Linked DNA regions of Mus musculus: regions 1, 2, 3, 4, 5 and 6 are each linked to region 7. The links are chromatin contacts, called in public HiChIP or PLAC-seq, Micro-C and promoter capture Hi-C maps. All regions are on one chromosome and are shown on one strand. Each heading gives the region's core, a stretch centred on a gene start, on an enhancer-like site or on the middle of the called end of the contact. The rest is flanking DNA. Distances are from core to core; before and after follow the strand shown. Region 1 holds the start of Samhd1 (SAM domain and HD domain, 1). Region 2 overlaps Phf20 (PHD finger protein 20). Region 3 overlaps Soga1 (suppressor of glucose, autophagy associated 1). Region 4 holds the start of Norad (non-coding RNA activated by DNA damage). Region 5 overlaps Soga1 (suppressor of glucose, autophagy associated 1). Region 6 holds the start of Epb41l1 (erythrocyte membrane protein band 4.1 like 1). Region 7 holds the start of 4930405A21Rik (RIKEN cDNA 4930405A21 gene).

Evidence for each region. Promoter capture Hi-C pulls out the DNA fragments that hold promoters and counts their contacts. A called contact is a pair of places that touch in the nucleus more often than the background predicts. HiChIP or PLAC-seq counts read pairs in DNA pulled down with a chosen protein or histone mark. Capture Hi-C pulls out chosen DNA fragments and counts their contacts.
Region 1: a contact with region 7 is called in a promoter capture Hi-C map of adipose tissue. The contact joins the promoter of Samhd1 here to the promoter of 4930405A21Rik in region 7. A contact is called at or near these places in 14 of 39 promoter capture datasets (the 3T3-L1 cell line, 3T3-L1-derived adipocytes, the C10 cell line and 9 more), 2 of 484 Hi-C or Micro-C datasets (CD8 T cells and uterus), 8 of 115 datasets of contacts at active chromatin or transcription factors (the NIH/3T3 cell line, bone marrow-derived dendritic cells, effector CD8 T cells and 5 more) and 2 of 9 other capture datasets (adipose tissue and liver).
Region 2: a contact with region 7 is called in an H3K4me3 HiChIP or PLAC-seq map of bone marrow-derived macrophages, with 3 times the contacts expected there. The contact joins the enhancer-like site here to the promoter of 4930405A21Rik in region 7. A contact is called at or near these places in 2 of 39 promoter capture datasets (the SN4741 cell line and embryonic stem cells), 4 of 484 Hi-C or Micro-C datasets (the N1E-115 cell line, cerebellar granule neurons and group 2 innate lymphoid cells), 9 of 115 datasets of contacts at active chromatin or transcription factors (acute myeloid leukemia, bone marrow-derived macrophages, embryonic basal ganglia and 6 more) and 1 of 9 other capture datasets (liver).
Region 3: a contact with region 7 is called in a Micro-C map of the G1E-ER4 cell line, with 2.5 times the contacts expected there. The contact joins the enhancer-like site here to the promoter of 4930405A21Rik in region 7. A contact is called at or near these places in 2 of 15 datasets of contacts at CTCF or cohesin (the NIH/3T3 cell line and large pre-B cells), 4 of 484 Hi-C or Micro-C datasets (the G1E-ER4 cell line and erythroblasts) and 7 of 115 datasets of contacts at active chromatin or transcription factors (acute myeloid leukemia, bone marrow-derived macrophages, embryonic midbrain and 2 more).
Region 4: a promoter capture Hi-C map of embryonic stem cells shows a contact between it and region 7, with 5 times the contacts expected there. The contact joins the promoter of Norad here to the promoter of 4930405A21Rik in region 7. A contact is called at or near these places in 8 of 39 promoter capture datasets (cranial neural crest, embryonic stem cells, pre-B cells and 2 more), 1 of 484 Hi-C or Micro-C datasets (colorectal tumor organoids), 8 of 115 datasets of contacts at active chromatin or transcription factors (bone marrow-derived dendritic cells, embryonic hindbrain, embryonic stem cells and 3 more) and 1 of 9 other capture datasets (embryonic stem cells).
Region 5: an H3K27ac HiChIP or PLAC-seq map of microglia shows a contact between it and region 7, with 6 times the contacts expected there. The contact joins the enhancer-like site here to the promoter of 4930405A21Rik in region 7. A contact is called at or near these places in 1 of 15 datasets of contacts at CTCF or cohesin (the NIH/3T3 cell line), 1 of 484 Hi-C or Micro-C datasets (the G1E-ER4 cell line) and 12 of 115 datasets of contacts at active chromatin or transcription factors (acute myeloid leukemia, bone marrow-derived dendritic cells, bone marrow-derived macrophages and 7 more).
Region 6: an H3K4me3 HiChIP or PLAC-seq map of embryonic stem cells shows a contact between it and region 7, with 17 read pairs. The contact joins the promoter of Epb41l1 here to the promoter of 4930405A21Rik in region 7. A contact is called at or near these places in 8 of 39 promoter capture datasets (the 3T3-L1 cell line, cranial neural crest, embryonic stem cells and 4 more), 3 of 484 Hi-C or Micro-C datasets (the C2C12 cell line, cortical neurons and embryonic fibroblasts), 11 of 115 datasets of contacts at active chromatin or transcription factors (bone marrow-derived macrophages, embryonic forebrain, embryonic stem cells and 3 more) and 1 of 9 other capture datasets (embryonic stem cells).

What each region holds. Positions count from the first base shown.
Region 1 is chr2:157,133,782-157,136,777 of GRCm38.p6, forward strand. It overlaps Samhd1 (SAM domain and HD domain, 1), which reads right to left and starts at 1,315. Exons shown (of 16, transcript NM_018851.4): 1 at 1,098-1,315. The coding sequence starts at 1,308.
Region 2 is chr2:156,294,275-156,297,455 of GRCm38.p6, forward strand. Phf20 (PHD finger protein 20) reads left to right here. Exons shown (of 18, transcript NM_172674.2): 13 at 1; 14 at 2,375-2,474. Among named protein-coding and RNA genes, the nearest start is that of Cnbd2, 17 kb to the right of the region's middle. Within about 2 kb of position 1,452, at least 53 of the 459 cell types and tissues checked have an H3K27ac peak or open chromatin away from gene starts, as enhancers often do. A contact at or near this core is called in bone marrow-derived macrophages, where this site is marked.
Region 3 is chr2:157,031,744-157,034,839 of GRCm38.p6, forward strand. Soga1 (suppressor of glucose, autophagy associated 1) reads right to left here. Exons shown (of 15, transcript NM_001164663.1): 7 at 1,515-1,640. Among named protein-coding and RNA genes, the nearest start is that of Dsn1, 26 kb to the left of the region's middle. Within about 2 kb of position 1,563, at least 1 of the 459 cell types and tissues checked has an H3K27ac peak or open chromatin away from gene starts, as enhancers often do. A contact at or near this core is called in the G1E-ER4 cell line, where this site is marked.
Region 4 is chr2:156,391,440-156,394,731 of GRCm38.p6, forward strand. It overlaps Norad (non-coding RNA activated by DNA damage), which reads right to left and starts at 1,540. Exons shown (of 1, transcript NR_024329.1): 1 at 1-1,540. All of the region lies in intron 2 of Gm14170 (a long non-coding RNA gene), which reads right to left.
Region 5 is chr2:157,057,518-157,060,813 of GRCm38.p6, forward strand. It overlaps Soga1 (suppressor of glucose, autophagy associated 1), which reads right to left. Exons shown (of 15, transcript NM_001164663.1): 2 at 2,671-2,895. Among named protein-coding and RNA genes, the nearest start is that of Soga1, 20 kb to the right of the region's middle. Within about 2 kb of position 1,269, at least 137 of the 459 cell types and tissues checked have an H3K27ac peak or open chromatin away from gene starts, as enhancers often do. A contact at or near this core is called in embryonic forebrain, embryonic stem cells, microglia and 1 more, where this site is marked.
Region 6 is chr2:156,419,772-156,423,065 of GRCm38.p6, forward strand. Epb41l1 (erythrocyte membrane protein band 4.1 like 1) reads left to right here and starts at 1,320. Exons shown (of 25, transcript NM_001368800.1): 1 at 1,320-1,528.
Region 7 is chr2:156,719,473-156,722,424 of GRCm38.p6, forward strand. 4930405A21Rik (RIKEN cDNA 4930405A21 gene) reads right to left here and starts at 1,437. Exons shown (of 4, transcript NR_040505.1): 1 at 1,234-1,437. The region is part of intron 7 of Dlgap4 (DLG associated protein 4); the gene reads left to right.

The sequences.
Region 1 (2,996 bases), core at 65-2,564, 410 kb after region 7:
TACATAAGACAGGCCCTGTCTTACCCCACCCCCACCCCCAAAGTTACTCTTCTGTAGAGGGAGAGAAAAAGAGAAACGTGAGTTCCTATTTTTAAGCTTTCTTTCTTTTTTTTTTTTCCCCCAGAGCTGAGGACCGCACCCAGGGCCTTGCGCTTGCTAAGCACTCTACCACTGAGCTAAATCCGCAACCCCTTTTAAAGCTTTCTTAAAGTCAGTCCTTCAGTTAGGCACAAGGGGCTCCACCCCACAAGAAGTAAAGTTCACTGAATTTGAAAATCATAACCACGGAGGGGCCACTTTCCAAGCGAACACCTCCGGGGATCGATCATGCAAGGGGTTAAGCTTCACAGCCACCAACCAAGAAAAAAAAAAAAAAAAAAAAAAAAAAAAGTTGAGCAGATTCAAAGTGTTGACGGGAGCAAGACCAAGAACCAGAAGCATCCCTTAAAATTCTTAAAATTCTTGAGTGGCCAAGTTGTGGAATGTTGGGGTTTCAGTGAATAACTTGCTCTTATGTTGGAAGAGAAATTCCCTTAGTAGCACTCTGCAAATACAATGAGCACATACTGAACCCTACTAGGCTATTATGATAGTCAGTGAGAATCCAGAGATTAAGCACCTTCCCTCCCCTTTAAGGAAAACCCCAAATTCCGGGACCAGCTTCAGAGTTAAACTTAAAAGCGCTCAAAATCTCTCATGGGGCCAAGTGTTCCGGGAGCTGCGGTTAGCACAAAAGGGTCTCCCAAGCCAGGTGAGCCTGAAAGACCGCAAGCCACAGCCGGAGGTCTGGGGTAAAATCTTCTAAGAAGGGCGGGGATCGCTCCTGGCAGAAGTGACAAGTTCCCGAAAAGACCCTTCTACCAAACCTCCCTGGGCCTCTACTAGGTTCGCCGCCCAGAGTGAACCGATGGGCTTGCACTTCACCTGTGCCCACCTCGGGTAGCCCGTGTGTTCGCATCCCGACAGGGCGCCTCCTTCTCCAGCGGCGGGTTCCCGCCAGCCGCTTCCCCCAGAGACCTCCCCCTTAGGATGCCTCCCATGTGGACTCTCCCTGCTCGGCCCCACGGTGGCCATCCTTCGTCCCTCAGGCCCGCTACCTCTGAAGATGTCCAGCACTTTCTTCTCTCGGAAACCACGATTCTCTAAGAAGGAGCACACGTCCTCCGGTTCCCAGGTTCGGAGGTCGGTGTTTTGGAAGTCGTCGTCTGCAGACAGATTAGCTGTTGCAGGAGGAGTGCTCGGTGGCGTCCTTGGGCTGCCATCGCAGCGGGGTCGCTTAGCTGGCTGCTCCAAGGGTGCGCTCTGCATGGCTACCTCCGACACCCGGGGCTGCGAAGTTAAGTACCGCGGCACCGGCTCGCGCGCAGCCGCACTGACACCACACCCCAAAAGTGAGTCCATTCAGTTTTGCCAGCCTCCAGGCCTACTGCGCAGGCGCCCCGGACATCAGCCCTGGGAGCGTGGCCTCCCCGGGGCGCTCGCGCCCGGCCCATTGCGCAAGCGCAATGCCTACGCGATCGCCCTCAACTCCGCCCTTGTGTTTCTCCGAAAGGGTGGTGTTATTAGAAAAGCAAAACTGAGTTGTGGTTAAGAGTGGAGACTTTAGTGAGGACAAGGCCAAAGAGGGCATCTGGGGCTAAGGAAGGTTCACCACGCTCCAGATTAAAAAGGTCTTCTGGTGAACTGCAGGTATCTTCCTGAAACAAATACGTTTTGCCAGGTTTCAAACACCCCAAGCTGTAAACTTGTTAAAATAAAATTAAAAACAAAAAACAAAAAAACCCTATAAGGCAACAAAGCTGCCACTCCTATCCCAGAGCAGAAAACAAGGGACTGGCCCAACTGGAAAACCCTGAAGTGATTGCCAGCTGGTTGTCGGACTGTCCTGTTAGATTCCACATTCACAGTTAGTTGGCAGCAGACCGCCCTATTATTTCCAAATAGACAGTATTTTTACTAATTACTAGTCAGTGTCCAAATAGCAGGCTTTCTTTTTTTTTTTTTTTTTTTTTTTTTTTTTTGGCGTTAAGCCATTTTGGGACAGACCCCAAACTTCCCCATAAATCTTTATCCACCCATTACTAGTACAACGACCACTAATTTACGACACCTCTTCAGAAACCAAGACACATACACATCTAGGTATTTTAACGTCAGGCAGTACAAATGAGATGTTTAGTGGTGAGCCCGACAGCTGTAAGTGATGCTTAGGCATAAAATACAAGCTTGAGAGCCGGGTGTGGTGGCGCACGCCTTTAATCCCAGCATTTGGGAGGCAGAGGCAGGCTGATTTCTGAGTTTGAGGCTAGCCTGGTCTACAAAGTGAGTTCCAGGACAGCCAGGGCTACACAGTGAATCCCTGTCTCGAAAAAACAAAACCAAAAACAAAACAAGCTCGAGGCCCGATGTTCATTACCCAGCAACAAACAAACAACAGACAAACTAGAAATCGGATGAACCAAAATATTCTTAGCAAACAGTGCTGATGTGATCAGGGCCCTGTTCTAAAGGCTTTACAAACATTCATTTAACGAATTTCAGATGTAGGAAAGTGAAGTATAAAAGCTGGGAGAGAGGGCTGGAGAGATGGCTCAGTGGTTAAGAGCACTGACAGTCCTTCCAAAGGTCATGAGTTCAATTCCCAGCAACCATATGGTGGCTCACAATCATCTGTAATTGGATCCTATGCCCTCTTGTGTTGTGTCAAGGACAGTATGGTCATATACATAAAATAAATAAATAAATCTTAAAAAAAAAAAAAGCTGGGAGCTAAGAAACAACAGAGACTGGGCTTCCTGCAAAAGACCATGCTCTTACTAAATCTGCCTTAGTCAGTACTCTCTAAAGGAACAGAAATGTTAGAGTAAATATTTATGTGTGTGTTTAAAAGGGATTTATACAGGATTTAGTTCATGTAGTCCAACAATGGCTGTGAGACTCTGGAAAAGGCCAAGAATGTGGTAACTGTTGGGTCCAGGAGGCTGGTTGTCTGTCAT
Region 2 (3,181 bases), core at 202-2,701, 430 kb before region 7:
GGCAAGTAGTTTCCAGAACACAGGTTAGAGGAAGACAGACTGATCCTAAGAGAGAATGTGAGGTCAGCAGCAAGTGAGCCGTGTGAACAGCCCTGTGTGTGTAGTACTAACAATGGTAGACTGAGCTTGCTTTTGGGTTCCCATTTCTGGGAATTCTAGGCTACTGTAAATACCTATTAATAGAATGAGAAATTATTGGGGCCAAAGGGGAAGGCCTAACCTGTCGTCTCATGGGGAGGCCTAGCCTGTGGTCTCACAGGGAACAGTTGGACAACAGGGACTCAGGCTGTGGAGTGGCAATTCAGTCTTGTTTATCTTCTCTTTGAGATACATTTCCCTGGTAGCCTGAAGGAGGAAATGGAGTCAGGTTTTATAATCTGTCCACCTCTGTTACAACATGGTGTGTTTGCACATGCAAGCATGTATCTGTGCTGGCCGCAGGTGTTCCCAGGAAAAGGACTGGCCGCCAGCCGTGCATCTTTGCATAGGCTATAGCTATTAGGCTTCTTTTGCTTTTTTCTTTTCTTGTTCTATATATGTGACATCAAAATTTGAAGTTGACTTGATTTAATAGTACATAGTTGCATTTCTGTCTTTTATCCTTTTGTTGATGGTTTGGGGGAGGGGGCAGAGTCTCTTAGTTACTTACTCTGTTATGATAAAATATCCTCGCAAAAGCAATTTAAGGGAGAAGTTACTGTGGCCCACAGTTCTAGATGGGTGCATAGGACACAGAGGGCATGGTGGCAGGAACGTGAAGCCATCTCCTCCCACTGCCTCAGTGTCAGGAAGAAGAGTGGAGCTAATTCACCCCTGCATGCTGTGCTTGGCTGATCCCTGCCTAGGAAACGGTGCCACCTCCAAAGGAAAGTCTTCCACTCAGCCCATCCAAAATAATCCTGAATAAACAGACCAGAAACTACCCTGATCTAGACAGTCCCTCTCCACGGGTGATTCTAGCTTCAAGCTAGTGAAATAACCAGTCTCATTTGGTCCCACTTGTTGGTTCCACTTGGTCTCAAACCTGCTGTGTTTTCTGTTTTTGTTCCTAAGTGCTGAGGTTACAATCACGTGCTGCCATGCCGGCTTTGTTTCCTAGGTGTAGACCTTGGAGTTGCTTCTAGGACTTCAGAGGTTTTGTTTTTTAAGCACTATATGCATGTTTTCTCCTCCTGCAGTTTATTTTGGTGTGGAGTGAGGGCTGTGGCTTCAGTTTACTGGCAGTGTCCTCCCTTTTTGAAATATTGCTTCATTTACTGCCTTTCTGTACATTTGTGTCTCTTTCTGGGTTCTCTCTTTTCTCGGTGAAGCAGAGACAGAAGAGCACACTTCTGTGAGATTATGCCTTTGTGATATTTAAAAATCCCTAGCAGGGCCAGCCCCTCCCTCTCATCTTTCTTCTTTGCATATATTTTCTGACTACTAATTTTAGAGTTCTGCTTACTTTCTGAGCTACCAACTTCCTTATTTGTTGGGGCCACAATATTTTATAAGCCCAAGTAAAGTTGGTGTCTTCCTGGCCCTCTGGCAGCGCTCCCAATACCAGGGAAGGCAGTTGGTCTTGGCACTTGGCTAAGTTCATGTTGTCTCATGTGCCATTGATCACCTGTGCAACCTTCAGCAAGTTTTAAGAGGAAATGCAAAGAAATAGCGCATGATTGCTCTAGGATGCCAAAGTCTGTTAATAATAGAAAGTTAACATGAACCTTTGTGCTGAGTTCATAGTGGGTGTGTGCATGTGACCCCAGATTCCTAGTAGACAGCCCATGGTGTGGGCAGGAGCAGTAACCCATCTGTACTTGGGGAACTGAGGCCTAGGGTTGTGATCTGGAATTGTGCAAAATAACACAGGTAATGTATTTCAAGAGTAGGAACAGGTTTCCTTAACCCCACAAAGTTACCAGGAAGTAGAAGCTGAGAGGCCGGAGTATTCAATTGATCTATATTTTTGCTTTGTGTTTTGTTTGTGAGACAGGTTCTAAAGTATCCCAGGCTGGCTTTGGTCTCACAGTGTAACTGTGTCTGGCTAAGCTTATCTTCAAGTCTCTACCTTTCACGTGCTGGGATTCCAGGCATATTCTGCCACACCTTACAGTAAATTCTCTGTGTGTGCTGTAGTCTGTACAGAGGTGATCGCCTCACATGGGCACTTCTGAAATGGCTCTTGGCACTAAAGAACTAAGGACTCTTTACCTTAATTTGTTTACTGTGTGTGACCTCCATGGGGTCAGTGGTGACCTAGCTAGGTCATTGTGTGGCTACAGCTTTGTTGGTGGAGGTCAGAAGGGAGCACTCCCCATCTCCTCTCAGCCCTGTGGCCCTGCTTCAGGTGCCTCCTGTGTTCTGACTTGTGTTGCTTCTTTAATTTTCACAGTGTGAAGAGTGCCAGTGCTGGCAGCACGGGGTCTGCATGGGCTTACTGGAAGAAAACGTGCCTGAGAAATACACCTGCTATGTTTGCCAAGACCCTCCAGGTAGAGACTGCTGGAGTTGGGATGTGAGCAGCGTGTAATCGCTTCCTTAGACAGCAACTTTCAAGACACCATGTCTGTGCTCTTGATGAATCTTTGCTGATGGCTAGGTGACTCTGATCACCTTTGTTGCAAGCCCTCCTGGTGGCCAGTCCTTCTGAACGTAGCAGTAAGGGATGTGTCTGAAGATGCTTACCTAGCAGAAGGTCTGATCTGAAATGTAGTGGGAAACACACATGACATTGTTGACAAGAAGCACAGAGTTCCGTAGGTCTGATAAAACTATCCAGTGTGGAATGCTCCATGAATTATTCTGTTGGTCTTGCTCAGGGCCTGGCTGATCTTTTGTTCCAGTTTTGGCAGACACTTTCTTCCTTGAGAGCTCTGAGGATGGGCGTGTGGCTCTCTCTGTTGGTGCCATTTCAGGGATGTCGGAGGGCACATTTGCACACACACACACACACAAACATCCCAGCCCCCATTGTGTCACTGCCCCTGGAAGGGATGAGCCTTGCCTGCTCTGGAGCACTCTTAAGCGGAGTCTTGCTCGGCTCCTTAGTGGGGGTCATTGGTTAATGGGTAGTGGCTCTTGACTGTCCCTTCCACCATGCCCAGCCTGTTTCAAGGTTTCTTAGTGACTGAAGAGTGAATGAGTCAGGTTGGAAGGTGCTGTCTCCTGAGTTTTTGGAACAGGACGTGCTGCCTAGTCC
Region 3 (3,096 bases), core at 313-2,812, 310 kb after region 7:
TCTCTTACTGTTTTGTATGTGTATGGGTGGGCATGGCTGCCGTGGCATGTGTGTGCTGGTCAGAAGACTCAGGCAGGTTAGCTCTCTCTCCCTGTGTGGGTCCTGGGGATCAAACCCAAGTTGTGAGGCTTGGTGGCAAGTGTCTTTACCCATCTCACCAGCCTCAACATTAAGGTTTAAGAAATGTTATAGCCGGGTATGGTGGCATACACCTTTAATCCCAGCACTCAGGAGGCAGAGGCAGGGGGACTTCTGAGTTCGAGGCCAGCCTGGTCTACAAAGTGAGTTCCAGGACAGCCAGGGCTACACAGAGAAACCCTGTCTCGAAAGAAGAGAAAGAAAGAAAGAAAGAAAGAAAGAAAGAAAGAAAGAAAGAAAGAAAGAAAGAAAGGAAAAGAAAAGAAAAGAAAAGAAAAGAAAAGAAAAGAAAAGAAAAGAAAAGAAAAGAAAAGAAAAGAAAAGAAAAGAAAAGAAATGTTATTACAGGGGCTGGAGAGATGGCTCAGCGGTTAAAAGCACTGACTGCTCTTCCAGAGGTCCTGTGTTCAATTCCCAGCACCCACACGGTGGCTCACCACCATCTGTAATGAGATCTGATGCCCTCTTCTGGTGTGTCTGAAGACCGCTACAGTGTACTCATATATATAAAATAAAATGAATCTTTTTTTTTTAAAGAAAGAAATGCTATTATAGATCTGATCCACAGCCAGGTTTGATACGGGCACCATTTCACAGACAGGAAACTGAGGCCAAGAGATGAAACAAGAGCTGGAGAAATGGCTCAGTGGTTAAGAGTACTAGGACCCGGATTCAATTCCTAGCACCCACATTAGGCAGATCAAAGGAAACCTGACACTTCTGGTTTCTGCAGACACCTACACAGACATGCATCTATGCACATACACTTACACAAACATGCATATATATATATATATACACATACATACACACATACCTACACAGGCATGCACATTTACATACACATCTACATGTAATTAAAAGTAAAAATTCTTTAAAAAAAATTTTTTTAAAAAAAGACATGAAACAGAGACAGGCGTGGTGCTGTATGTCTTTAATCCCAGCACCCGGGAGACAGAAGCAGGAGGATTTCTGTGAGTTAAAATCAACCCAGTCAACATATCAAGTGGATAACCAGGGCTACACGGAGAAACCCTTTCTCAAACAAACACAACCAAGCAAGACCCAGAAATATTAAGCAGGCTCACCGTCACCCAGAAAACTATTACCATGTGATTGGCTCCAGCTCAGTGTAGCTGCTGACAACCACAAACTGGCAGAGCGCAGGGGTGGGGAAGCTTGGGTTTCCCCAGTGTTGTCCCCTTCTTTTTAGTAGTGTTTGATTTCTTCCTATGCTGGGAACAGAACCCAGAGCTTCTCACGCGCTGGTCAAGTGTTCTACCAAAGAGCTATCCCATGGCCCCTTTACCTTCCCTTCTGAGACAAGCTATAGTCAGTAAAAAAACAAAAAACACAAACCTGTGGTACAAACCCACCTGGACCATTTTCTGGTTGAAGCTGTCAGCCTCCTCCTTCCGGAGCTGCCGCTCCTGGGACAGCTGCTCTTGCAAGCCCCGGAGGCTGTCGTGGGCCTCGGCCAGGACCAGCTGAAGATCCTTGATCTGCAGGAGGGAGGTAGGGTGGAGGGGACAGACAAGGAGGAAGGAGAAGACACAGGCTGTGGTCAAAGAACAGAAGCAGTAAGGAGTCAACAGAAAACTGGATGGGAGTCACCTCTACGAGGCACAGCACTGTCCTTGCCTAGCGGGTCATCAGGACAATTACACAAAACAGTACGTGTCAAATCTTCCCAATATAATTTTAACATTTCTCTCTTGCAAACGTAGCTGCAGAAAAGAAAAATCCTGTGCAAACTCAATGTAAGTCACAACGTTGTTCATAGTCTCTTTAATTGATCAAATTAACTGATTAAATGTAATTGATTACTTATTTCTGATGTAGAGTCTCACAGGCTGGTGGCAAACTCCTGAGCTCAAGGTATCCCCCTACTTCAGCTCCCCCAGGTAGCTGGGGCTATAGGTGCTTGCCACTCCCAAGCTAGGGCACTGTCTATAATTACAAATTTAGACGCAGTTTAAAAGATAAATGAGGTTTCAGATGTGTTTAGTGGATCTGTATGTGTTAAGTTCCATCCAGATGTTCCGTCACAGATGCTGTCTTTGAGCGTTGTTACGTAACAGAACTACGGTGAACGTCGGTGTGGTTAACTACAGAATGATCTTGCTTTTCTTTGTTTCTTCATGTAATAATGCTGCCCAGAAGTTTAATTGTGATTATTTGTGGATTTCAGTAACTATGGAGTAAGATCATTTTAAAAAAGCTAACCAAATTCTCCATTTTCTGGGGGAAATTGTGTTTTAAAAGCATTTAGAGCTAAATGAAGTTAATTTGTTCTTGGGCTGTCAAGATGGCTCAGCAGATAAAGGTGCTTGCAGCCAAGCGTCAGGACCTGGGTTTGATCCCTGGGACCCACATGGTGGGAGGAGAGAACCAACTCCTATAAACTGTCCGCTGACTTATATACCATGTGCACATACCCACACACAAGATAGATAGATAGATAGATAGATAGATAGATAGATAGATAGATAGACAGACAGACAGACAGCAGACTAGTAGGGAACACAGATGTCTAGAGTCTTCTTATGATTCTAGATGTTACTTACAAAACAGGAAGTCATGAGCTTGAGGCCAGCGTGGGTTACATAGCAAGACCCTGCCCAAAGCACCAAAGGGGAGAGAAGTGTTCAGTTTGTCAAAAGCCATAGGCACCCATTCTCCTTCCTTTCTCCATCTCTGCCCTTCCCCGTGTGTGTGTATGTGCATGTATGTGCATGCATGTGTGGTGCATGTGTGTATCCATGTGTAATGCATTGTAGTGGCTATTCCTGGTTGTCAACTTGACTATATTTGGAATGAACTACAATCCAGAATTGGAAGGCTCACCAGTGACCCTTATCTGGAGGCTTGGAGATCCTTATCTAGATCTTGGTTTGAAGATCTTGAGCCATAGTGGCTATGGATTCCAGAAGATTGAATCTCGGAGTTTAAGGAACA
Region 4 (3,292 bases), core at 290-2,789, 330 kb before region 7:
TGTTGTCCACTATATACACAGCAGTCAGTAAATGGCACACGTAACAAGAGTAATTACAACTTTAACACAAAATGTAAAAAAAAAAAAAAAAAAAAGTGTTGTTCTACTAACTCTACTTTGTCATACACTGGCAACCTCTTTAACATCTAGAGTGACTAGATGTTGTAAATTAGGACCCCTTTGTCCTTTACATACACTATGTACAAAGAAAAGCCAAACAAAATGGGATAGTGGGAGATAGTGGTTCCTTTCCACTCACGGACCACAGTAGCTTAGAGCTCTGGATTTCCTTCTGGGAACCAGGGCACAAACACAATGCGGTCAACTCAGGAGAGGTTTGGCTTTTCTTCTCCAAACAATAATTCAAATGAATCCTAACAAAAAGGTATTTACAGCATGTTTACTACTTATAAAATATGGCAGGCACTTCAGAGCAGCTAGAAAGACATTACCCCCAAAACCTGGCATTTTCAAACACACTCAAATACACACACACAGGCACACACGCAAACATGGTGTGGGGGGTAAGAAATGAGGACTAAAATGCATACACAATACAATAGGATAAAAAAGAGAGACACGTCTTCTTCACACGACCAATCTGGCTCCGGGCCTCTTCTTCCTCCTGCTGGATCCTCTAAGGTACTGAACAAACAGGGACGAGTGTCGCTCCTGGGTCTTTCTAGAGGCGGCCTAAACAATTCCATTTCAAAATCACTTGCAGAAGACGTGTCCACGATCTTCTTTTTATGGCGACTGGGTATTCACGTCATCTCCTACCTCTCCTTTACCCTGCGTCGGCAATCTCTACAGTTAGACGTCCAGATTTAGCCAGAAGTCTAAAAAGGGTCGGGGGAAAGGTTGAGAGCAGCTTTTTCATATTATATACACAGGACTTCTACGGCGACAGCGTTTCCGAATGGCCGCCTGCGGTTGTCGCGTCTCGGCTTCTCTCGGGTGGAGGGAAGACCCGCGGCCCAAGAATCGATCGTTCCTCTCGCCGTGATTCGGGGCCCCGCTCACCTTCGTCCAGGCCCATCGAGGCCTCGGTTCATCCAGGTCTGCGTGCTCGGCCACGGGTGGGCCTCCCGTCCCGAGCCGGCGATGGCAGAGTGTTCTTGCTCAGACCCGCCGCCTTAGGCCGCAGAAGCCCCGAAGGCCCAGCCTTGGCCTTCAGGTGGATGCCATTCTTCCCGTCATGCCACGCTCGCCGCCACTTTCGAGGCGTCCTCGAAGGCCTGGCTGGGACTCCTCGGTGGGCCCGGCCCTGGAGAGAGGGCGCCGGTGGAGTCGGGGAGGCCGCCGCCATGCAGGCGCATCGTTGGCAGGGCAAGAGTCGCTGCGGAATGGCCGCGTGGCCTAGCCGGTGGCTGCCTCGAGGGCGAGGGCTCCTGGCGTCCGCAGAGTAGGGACCGAGGCTGCTCCCGGGCCCCTCGGGCTCACCCGGCGCGGGCCGAGGCCGTGAGGGGCCCGGGGCGAAGAAGGCCACACTCCCGAGCTCGCTGCGCTCTCTGCCGGAACTGACTTGGCAATTCTTCTCGCCCAGGCTGGAGCGGCACCGGAAGCCCGCAAAAACACCACCGGAGAGCTAACGTTTCCCCAACTGCAAGGTTCCGGCCGGGAGCGGGGGGGGGGGGGGGGGGGGGGAGCCTGGGGTTGGGGGCGGGGGTCTTTTTTTCTTTAAGTCTCTTTACATCTTTTGTAGAGACTAGAAGGCCAAGGGGAGAATAAAAGGCCAAAAGTGAAAAAGAAAAAAAGAAAAAGCCCACACTAGCAGTCCCAGCAATTTGTGATACATTATAAAAATAATTATAGGCAAACGCCTAAGGGCCTGAAGTACTACACTAGTCTCACTAGAAGTGGTGTTATAAACTAATTACCTAGTAAGATAGTGAACTGCTTGCCTCTTATCTACTCAAATACAACCCCATAGAATTTATTATTCCATGAGGCTAAGAAGGCAAATCGGACCCCTCCCCCCACATCACCCCTCTCACAGTTTCTGTCCACGGTGGTGTGTGTGTGTGTGCGTGTGTCTGTCTGTCTGCCTGCCTGTCTGTTTCTGTCTATCTGTGTCTGTGTAAAAGTTTTAGATGCCCTGGAACTGGAATTATAGACAGCTGAGCTGAGCCATCTCTCCAGTCCCCTGGAACAAAGTCTTGAAGGAGGCAAGGGATAACATAGTCTCACAGAGTGTGTGTAAAGAGCCTCCCTAACAGAAGAGAACAGCAAACAGTTAACAGGCTATGAAATGGACCACATAGGCCTTACCTGCTCCACAAAGAGCTAAGGCCAGGGAAGAGAGGAGGGTTGGATCTGGTCAATGAATACAAGACAGAAATGAGAGCCACTGAAGGGCTTTGAGATGTGCCATGAAAGTCAGCGGAATCAGGGACAAGGTCAGAGATGAGAGCCCTTACAGCAGATGGTGACGTATGGTATACAGTAGTTCTCCTGACCCTGGGTTCCCTTTTTCGTTTCAGCTACCCAGAGGTGAACTGCTTCCCAGAAACACTAAGTGGATAATTTCCCAAATAGTCACTGTGTACGTTTTACATTGCCCATAGTCCATGATGCCCCATACCATCCTTCCAGGATGTAATGTGTGCTGTTGTTTACTGCTTCCACTCACTGGTCAGTTAGTCACTCTCTCAGTTATCCGACTGACTATGATCAAACCACACAGCAAGTTCCAGGTTGGCCAAGGCTGTGTAATAAGCACTCTTCTGCCCCACAAAACATGCCAATGGCAACACTATCCTTGGGCCTGGAGAGATGGCTCAGCAGTTAGTGCTTGCTCTATCAGTGGACTAGAGTTTGGATCCCAGCACCTACATCAGGAAGCACAAGATGCCTGTAACTATAAGGAATCCAAAGCCCCTTTAGCTTCTGTTAAAACGCACACTCACATACGCACACGCACGAAAACACAAACACACATGTGGGCTGGAGAGATGGCTCAGCAGTTAAGAGCACTGTCTGTTCTTCCAAAGGTCTTGAGTTCAATCCCCAGCTACCACAGGGTGGCTCACAACCATCTATAAATGGGATCTGATGCCCTCTTCTGGCATACAGGTGTACATGCAGATAGAGCACTCATACATAAAATAAACAAATTTTTAAAAAAAGACAGAATAAAATGTCATAAAATCATTTTTTATTTAATTATGGTTCCAAAGTACAATGCTATAGTGGTTTTAGCAAATTGGACATCACAAAAAAAGCTATGAAGTGCTTCCTTCAGTGAAAAAGATGAACTTTTCTATTTAGTAAGGAAAGAAAAAAACGTGTA
Region 5 (3,296 bases), core at 19-2,518, 340 kb after region 7:
GCAGGGAGACAAAGAGGAGAGGCAGCCTTGGACACACAGCAAATGCCTAAAGCACAAACAAATGTGCTCATCCATGAGGTCACTATTCACAGTGCTGGTCCCTGCCAAAGGCCAGCAGCAGCGGTGGCCCCCAGCTCCTGGGTAGATCAGTCTCTGGGCTCTGAACCTGGGATTGCAGTGCGACCCTGTGGCTCTGATCTTCAAGGAGAGAGATGGAAATCATAAGCAGTACCTCAGGCCAGGCAAGCATCCTGAGGCATGTGTGACCAAACTCAAAAATCACATGATGGGTGTTGTCACGCCATTTGACAGAGGGAAACTGAGGCTCCAAGGAGGAAGTGATGCAGGTCACCCAGGACACAGAGCCAAGGCCAGAGCATCCTTATAGAAGGATGGGGTACATGTTACTGACATGTTCTGGGGCTCTCTACAGGAAAAGCAGTGGATCCCAGAGTCCCCCAGCCGAGGCTCCTCCCATCACGTGCTCCTATGATTGGTGCCATGCCTACCACACAGGACTCTATTTTGTAATTTCATTTTATAGTCATGAAAGTCTCTATAGGGGGCTGGAGAGATGGCTCAGCGGTTAAGAGCACTGGCTGCTCTACCAGAGGTCCTGAGTTCAATTCCCAGCAACCACATGGTGGCTCACAACCATCTGTACTGAAATCTGGTGCCTCTTCTGGTGTTGAGGCATATATGTAAGCAGAAAGCTACAGACATAGTAAATAAAGGTTTGTTTGTGTGTTTTTTTTTTAAAGTCTCTATAGGATACTAAACTTATCTCCATGTTCCACAGTGGAAACAGGATCAGAGATTGAAGCAGCTTACCCAAGCCCACACGGCCATAAAGTGGCCAGACCATCCTCATGCTAGCGGGTCTCCCTGTTGAGGGTCGGAGATCTTGTTAACTGTGTGGACCAGCAAAAGGAGCCTGGGAGGGTTGTTCTGGGGTGGCGGCTGGGGAATCTCACTAATAACATACCAGCTCAATAAAACCACCGGAGCTCAAAAGCCCTGCAGGGCACAGGGCCAAGGAGCCTGCTGAGCAGGAGAGGAATCCCTAGGCATACCCCCCACCTCCGTCCCCGCCCCCAGTCCCTCTCCACCTGGTTGAGAGGTGCCTAGGGGAAGACAGGGAAGTCAGCATTCTGAGGACCTCCATAATTGCCTCTAACATCCCCAGCACACTGGGAGGAAGGGTGATGGCAAAACTGTGCGGCCCGCTAAGACAGAGCCAGAACATGAGCTCAGCGTTGCAGCTGCGGGGGTGGGCAGGAGCAGCGCGGGCATGCAGATTGGCTCGTTCAAATCCTAACAGAAGGGGCCCTTCCCCTCCTCCTGGAGGGCTGAGCCCCACCCCCATCCCAGCTGCTCTGGCCCCGCCCACCAGCCTGCTCCCCACCTCTCTTCTCGGTCTTGCTTGTCTAGGGTCCCTCCCAGATTCAAAGACCAGGGCCCAACCGCAGATTCGCCTGAACGGCTCGCTCCGCTCTTTCCCTCCCTGCTCTGTCTCCTACCGATGAGGGAACCGGGGAGTTGTTAGGTTGTTTTTTTTTTAAATCGTGTTTTGTTTATGATTTTTTGGATAACAAGATCTTAGTGTGCAGTCAAGGAAACTGGCTCCACACAGGTTCACAGGCTTGCATAGAGTCTCAACGCTGGTCACAGAATGAACAGTGTCCTTTCTGAATGCCCTGCAGGGCTGGATTCTCAGGGCTTTCCAGCAGCAGGTGTGTGGCTTGCTCAGCACCTGCCTGCCCTCCGGGGCCCTTGGGATCTTTCCCCAAGGAAGTCCTGGATCTTTCCCAGGCTCACGCCCTCTTCCCCCTTGGGCTACCTGCAGAACTCCTAGGCTCCTCCCAGTTCTGTACCGGTCGCAGCACCCTGAGTTCCTTGTTCACACTGGACTGAGTTCTGAGAGCGGAGGCTGGCTCAGGGTCCCCACATTTTGGGGGCTTACATAAGACAGACTGGCAATGGGGACTTCTCTCCTCCATCCCCGACCTAAGTGGCGCCATTCAGGCTTTCTCCTTAGGCAGAGAAGCAGCAGGTTCCAGCAGTGAGGTCTGAGAGGTGGATGGGCCTGACGTCTTGACCCTGGATAGGTGCTTCTCTCCTCTGAGGCCCAGCCCCCTCCTCCAGAAAACGGATGCAGTAATAATAGCTACTCACTGTCAGTCCCTCTGGTGTCTTAGCCAGGGTTTTAATATTCTGGATTGTAGGTTCTTATACCCATTTTGCAGATGAGGACATTGAAATATAGAAGACTTGATTAAAACCTCAAAGCCCAAGTATCCTGGAGCCCAGCTCTGAACCATCCTGGTTCAGCTGCAGTCTTCCCATAAGAAGCCTGTGGTGCTGAGCAGGGACCATAAGTAGGGCCTACTCAGAGGCCAAAGCCACATACAAAGCAGACATACAAGAAACGGCCTCTTGCTGCTTCAGAAGGGTTCTTGTCATACCATTTCCTGGCTATCCTGTTTGGAGGATGTGTTGATCCACCAGGGGTCCCCACTTTGAAGATGGAAAAACTGAGGCCCAGAGAGGCAGGATAATTTGCTCAAGGCAAGCAGTAAGCCACAGGCCTAACCTGGATCCCCAATGGGGTTTATGATCCAACCACCCAACGAGGGCACCTGTGAAGGTTGGCAGTGACCCCAGACTGACCTTGACGTCCTGTTCCAGACCTCGGATGAGTTCCCCATCAACCTGGCCTGTCTGGGCAGCGCGGAGGCTGCGGCGCTCAGCCTTACGCAGTCGGTACTGCAGGATGCGACAGGTTTTGCTGGCTTGGTCCAGCTGCTGCCGCAACTCCTGCAGCTGATACACGTCTTCCTCCATGTAGACATCCCGCATCTCCAGCATCTCAGCCCGTAGCTCCTCAATCTCATCCTGAGGGGTGAAAAGAAAGGGTCAGACCTACAGATGTCATGGCAGTAGCCAGGGTGCCTGAATGCTGGCCACACTCAGAAAGCCAGCTGGGGTTACAGGCTGAATACCACCACCCAAAGACAGCCACAGCTAAATTCAGGGGATCCTAAATATATGCCTTCCACAGCAAAGGGGGCTTTGCAAACGAGACTAAGAGAAGGGTCTCTAGATGGGAGTATTATTCTTGACCATCTGGGTGGGCCATGAGAGGGAAGTTAGTGGGAGCGAGCAATGTGAGGGAGAAATAGGGGAAATACTGACAGGTTGTGCAGGTAGAGAAAGGGCCACCAGCCAGGGAGTACAGGTGGCCTCCACAGTGTGAACCATCCACAAGGGCCAAAAGGCCCAGGAGAGGATGCTGT
Region 6 (3,294 bases), core at 70-2,569, 300 kb before region 7:
CTGGAGGTCCAAACCAGGCCTCCCCTTCTGGATTTATCTATTCAGCTGTTTGATTCCAATCTGCTCTTAGCATCCTGTAGCAGAGTGGTGGGGGTGGGGAGGAGGAGATGGGACCGCAGTGAAGAACCAGAATTACTGGCCTAGCCTTTGATTCTGTGCTACCTGGGGCAGACTCAGGTGGATCCCAGCTACCACTTAAGATAAGGTAAGGTCACAAGAGGTGAAGGTGTTTACATTTTGGAGTCATTTGCCTAGGTTGTTACCCATGCAGAGGCCTCTAATAAAACCCGGTAAGTTCTTACATTTACTTCTTCCTTTTCTTCCCTTCAAAGTCTAACAAAGGAGGCTTGGTATTCCTGGCCTTCTGAGGTCTGGCCCTTGCTCTGGGAACCCAAGCTCAGTTTCTTCAGCTAACCCCATAGACGCCCTACCTTCTATGGATACTATTCTAGGTTCACTGTTTTCGTTACTTTGTCCTTTTCCTATGCTTAGCTTTACGTGTGTGTTCAAAGCAGTACCTTCCGGCAGGAGCCTGTAAGGTCCAGGGCGGATATAATCATAATTCAGAGAAACGCTTGACTTTGGGCATGCTTGGGCCTGTGGGTCCCCAGGGTCTTGGGACCAGGGGCTCGGCCCTTGCTTCCAAAGAGTGCCAAAGGACTGCCACCTCAGACTGGTTGGAAAGAGCTGCGTGGTCCTCCACAGCTCCGCAGCTTAGGCCGCCCGAACAATAGGAGGGAGGCTGAAGGGTAGTGGGCGTCGGCCAGGTCCCTGCTGGAGGGAGTGGAGGCCAGTGGTGCTGCTGGTCCCCCAGGTTAGCCCAGGCTACCGGCCTGAACGCCAAGCTCTCAGTCAAAGGCGAGGTGAAGCAGACTTGGTGCCGGTGGCGACTCTCTAGGAGGTGGAGTAAGGCCGAGCCCACGGGGCTGGGACCTGGAGGGAGAGGAGGCTCCGTGGAGAGTCTCGTCTTCGTGGTCCCGCTGCTCGCCTCGGCCTCTGAGCTCTGCCTAGGCTCTGGTGGGCGTCTGTCCCACGTGGGGGAAGCCAGCGGCGCGGGCTCGCGGGGCGCACACCCCTCCGAGTTCCCCTCCCTGGGATCGGACGCGCCTGCTCCTGGGCAGCTCGGCTCTTGGGGCCAGTGGGTCGCGCTCGCTACTCGCACACCCTTCGGACGCTGCCTGGCCCGGATCGCCGCCGCCTCCTCCCAGGGAGCTGGCGGGGCGGGGCAGAGGGGGAGAGGGGGTGTGCGGAGCGGGCGGGGAGGGGGCTGAGCGCCGTGGGAGGGAGCGAACGAGCGAGCGAGCGAGAGAGCGAGCGGGGCATTTCTGCGCAGCTCCGGAGCGTCTTGGAGCCTGCCTGGGCGGCCACTGGACGAAGGGACTCAGAGACAGACAGACAGACGGCTCCCGGAAGCCGCGCCGCCGCCGCCAGGTTAGCAGGGCGCGGAGACCGAGCAGGCTGTTGCTACGTCCCGAGCTCGCGTGCTGGAGGACGTGCGTGGCCGAAGCTACGATTCGTGTCTTTGCGGGTACGTGTCGGGGTCCACATCTCCGGGTGTGCGTTTAATGTGAACGCGCGTGTGTCTGTGGGTCGGTGCAAGTGGTGTGTACGTGCGTGTGCATCTGAGTAAGGGGCTGGGTGGTGTACTAATCTGGTAAGGGTCTGTGTGCCCTGGTTTGCTTATCCGGAGATGTGCCTAGAGAGGGTGTGTCCCAATGTGTAACAGTGTGTACATCTGGATGAGGCAGTGTGCCTATGCTGATGATGGCTTCGCTTGTGGCTGAAGCCTATGGCGGGTGTATGTGAGTGTTCGTGTGTGTGTGTTTCGCTGTGTGCACGCCAGTGTGACTCCCCGTGTGTGTGCGCGTGTGAGGGCGGGTGTGCACCCGCGTAGCCCCTGTGTGCGTGTGCTCGGCTTTGTCTCCGCACTGCCGGGAGGAAGGGGGTGGGGGCGGCAGCCGAGGCGCTGGCGTCGCCCGGAGCCCGGCACTGGCCGAGGAAGTGGGTAGCAGCAGCGGCGGGGGCGTCTTAGCTGAGTGGAGACTCCCTGCTGGCAGGTGGGCAGCCACACCCGGGGTACGGGAGAGCCCTACTGCCAGTGGAGCCTGGCTCCCAGCTGAGCTGAAGCAGAGGGCGTGGCCTGCTCAAATCCCGGGTGTGTGTTTGTGAGGGGTGGGGTGGGGGATTAGGTGTGAAGAGGGTGTGTCTGTGCGCAGGCATGGGTGTGGGTAGAAGCAACAGAGGCCCCTCAGCGGGGTTCTGTGATATGTTTCCTTGCTGTGTAACGACCATCACCCTGGCCAGCTACAGCCCAGCCTGGTTAGGTACCCTCCACCCTCACCCTGGACACTGTTCGGAAGGGCAGCAGCCTAGGTACCCTACAAAGACTAGTAAAACTGATCACTATCTTAAATGGCCAGCGCCCCACTCCAAGGAATCCCCTCTCAGAAGGTCTTCATACTTTGAGAGAGATGTGTTTCTGTATCTCTTCCCCCATGTTTTGGGCACTGCATGCATGTCTAGTCTGGGTGAGTGTGTGCATTCTCCCTGTATATTTCTTGTGCATTTAGGTGCATTTGTACATTTTACTGATGAAGAATAAACAAAATATCTCTGGATGTATATGTGCATTTGTTTTGATAAGTTCTGGTATATCTGGTTTGTTTTTTTTTTTTATGAGTGTGTAAGCTGTTTGTGTATTGGCGAGCCAGGATGGGGACAGTAAGAGAAGTGCCATTTTGCTGCTAACTGGAACAGAATAGAAAGCCCCCTATATTTGAAAAACAAGATTACAGGGAAGTTTGCGGATTTAGTCACTGTCTGCCGGGTTCAGATACTGGTACTGAAATGTAGGTAGACTAGGTTTGACAAGGATCTAGAGAGGCTGAGAATCTTACAGAGGGAAGGAAGGAGGACGTGCAAGCCCAGCCTTCCTTCTCCTGGCTCTTCTCTCTAACTTCACTCCTTGCTGGTTGGCTTGTGTACAAGGATAAGGGTGCGGGCTTTGGAGTGGAGAGGGAGAGTGCAGGGAGTGTAAACGGGAGTGGACAGTGCAGGAGTGGGAGGGGCGCCCCCCAAGGCAGATTTCTGCAACTCCCCAGCTGCTTTTCTGGCAGAGGCCGCCGAGGCAGGGGAAGCTGGGATTCTTATCTCTCTCCCTGAATACACACCTCAAGAGAGCCGCTGCCCTGGCAGCTCACTGGCGCTGAAATCTGGTGGTGGTGGGTGTCTCCTTTTGTGTTTATTTTTATTAAGCTGCTTTTCTCGTCAAGACCCTGACCTTCCCATGCCTCA
Region 7 (2,952 bases), core at 187-2,686:
TCTTTCTTTCTTTCTTTTTTTTTTTTTTTTTTTGGTTTTTCGAGACAGGGTTTCTCTGTATAGTCCTGGCTGTCCTGGCACTCACTCTGTAGACCAGGCTGGCCTCGAACTCAGAAATCCGCCTACCTCTGCCTCCCAAGTGCTGGGATTAAAGGCGTGCACCACCACGCCCGGCTTCAAGTTTTCAAGGGATTTACCAAAATGGTGACCCAAAGGGGAAACCAGCTGCCAGTCTATCTGGAAAGGACCCTTTACCCTCTCCTAGAAGCCCAGGCTCATGCAGGAGGGTCTGAGGCCTATGTGCCAGTGTTACACCTCAGGCCTGGGTCAGCCAACTGCTCCTCTATGCTAGCCTGACTTGGGCAAGGACTCAGTCAGTCACAAAATCGTCCCCATACACACCTTACAGGACCTGAGGCGGGGGGCTGGGAGGGGGGTGACCAACAGAGAAGGGTGCTGACATTCCTCTAGGACCAAGGTCTCAGACTTGGTGAAGTCCAAATTGAAGCTGCCAGTGAGTTAGTTCTTCTGTTCAAGAGAGTGAGCTGGATCAAAGGGTCAAAGACTTGCTGGTGAAAATTCTGTCTCTGCCTGGTTTCTCTCCAGGGGATACTCAGCACTGGGGAATCCCAAAGAGAAAGGGGGACTTGCCCAAGGTTATGCAAGAAGTGTTACTGAATCGAAAGGACACAGCAACACATGAGGTGTCATAGCCATTCAAGAATTTACTTTGTATTTTCACCTAAAGCAAATGAAACTGAATAGCATGGTGTAGCCAACTCCTGCTTTTAGAGTGCTTAGCACAGTGCTGGCATCAAGTAAGTTTGTTGCTTTTGCCATTATTGTGTCTTAATGCAAAAGGTAGACTGGAAACAGTGTTACCTTCTTCATTTCCCACAGTCCTCTGTCAGATCCCAGTACAGAAAGCAGGCAACCAGCGGGCTTGCCAGGCAGCAAAGATCTGTGCTTGGCAGAACCTTCTGTAAATGGACTGTCAGTCTGTGGGCGGGGAGGGGGCTCACTCGGTTGTCACATTTTACAGAGGCACAGAAAGGTTAAGCATCTAACCTAAGGTCACACAAGTGGGATACTGAACCCGTCCTTAGGACCCTTGGGAGCACAGCAAGGGATGAGGCAAAGAGGCAACTAGAAACTGCGCGGCTGAGTAGCTAGGACCCGCGTGCGGGACAGAAAGCCCACGGTGGGCTCTCTCCTCAGCCTCAGTTTCCCTACCTACAGCGAGGCGTCGCCACCAGGGTGAGCCCGCAGGGACGGACGGCCACTCCAACTCCCGTACAGACCACGCATTGCGTTCCAGCTGGAACCGGTTTGGCGGGGCGGTTCGAGAGGGCGGAGCCCCTCACTCGGGCATGCGCGAGTTGGCGCGGGCGCGCACTCCCTTTCAAGACCGGCCGGCCAGGGCGTGGGCCGCGCGGTACGCGTGCGCGCTTGCGCTGTGTCCCGCTTGCGCGCGCCCCCTGGCGGCCCCGGAATCCCGGGCGACGCGCGCGCGGCTGACGCGAGGGGCGGGGCCGGCGCGGGGCTTTAACCCGGAGGCCCCGCCTCTCGGGCGTACAAAACCGGAGCCTCGGGCCGGGCCGCGTGAGGGAGGAGGGTGAGTGCCCGCCGCTGGCCGCAGCTGCCGCCAGTCCATCCGTCACTCCGTCCGTCTGTCCGACCCACGTCGTCGCCGCCGCCGCCGCCGCCTCCTCAGCCCGGACGCCCGGGGCCCGCCCAGCGCCACCCGGAGCAGCCGCGGCCCCGCGAGGAGACGGGCGCCGCCTCCGCCCGGCCCTGCCCTGCCCCGTCTTCCCGTCTGTCCGTCTGTCCGTCCGCCCGCTCGCCCGCGCTTCCGTCCTTCTGTCGGGCCACTGGCCCTCGGGCCCGTGTCTCCGCTGAGCCCGCTTTGTCTCTCCCTAGCTCGCTGTCTCTTTGTCTCTGCTCTCGCGCTCTCGGCCCCTCCCTCGCTCCAGGATCTCGGGTCCCCTCTCCCAGCGCTCCTCTCCTCTCTTACAGCCACGGGTTCTGGCACCCCCATTCTTCTGGACTCCCTAGATCTTTTGGGGCCTCTCCTTCAGAACACACTCCACTCCCCCAGGCCTTTCCTGAGCTTACCACACATCTTGAGGGTCCTTCTTGATGCATGTGCCCCTGATTTCCTGGGGGTTATCTCCACCTAGTCCGCATTTCCCGGAGGGTTTCCCACTTCTCCGGAGCCTCCCATAGCTATCAGAACCTTTTACATCCCTTAGTGGTCTCCTTGAACCCCCAGTGTCTCCCCAGCTCCCTAACTTAAGAACCTCTGCCTTTCCTGGATTTGTCCGCTGTCGCTGTCACTGTCTCTCCTTGTTCTCCGAGCGTCCCACTTCTCTGGACCCGGTCCCCCCCACCCCCCTTGCTCTCCCTGCTTCTTTCACGCGTCTGTGTCGGTGGTCTCATTGCTGTCTCTAACGCCTGCCTCAGCCTTCTCTGCCCGGGGCTCTTGCTCCTTTGCTTCTCTGCCCGATCCCCTGTCGCCCCTTTTCTCTGCTCCTTGTCACTCCCTCTCCCTTTTCTGTCTCTGCCGGGTCTCTGGGTCTCTGACCCCCATCCGGCCCTCATGGCTTTGTGTCTGGAGCTCTTGAAGCAATGTGAGTGGTGGGGTGTCCGGGTCGGGCCGGGCGGAGTCATCCCGCAGGCTGGCCGCGGCAGAGGCTCCATGGGGTTGGCGCTGGGGCAGGGGCTGGCGCTGGGGTAATGAGGCTGTGGGGCCTCTGGACCAGGGGAACAAGGATGGTGGGGCCAGGCTGTCTGGCGAGGGGGTTGGGGGGAAAGGGCCTTCCTGCCCTGAGGCTTCTGCTTGAGTTGCTTAAGTGTGTGGAGTGCGCCCTGGGCTGGGTATCCCTGCTGGTTTGGCCCTGCATGGCCTGGCACTTTGTGATCGCTTGTGGGCAGGCCTGGGCTATTTTGGAG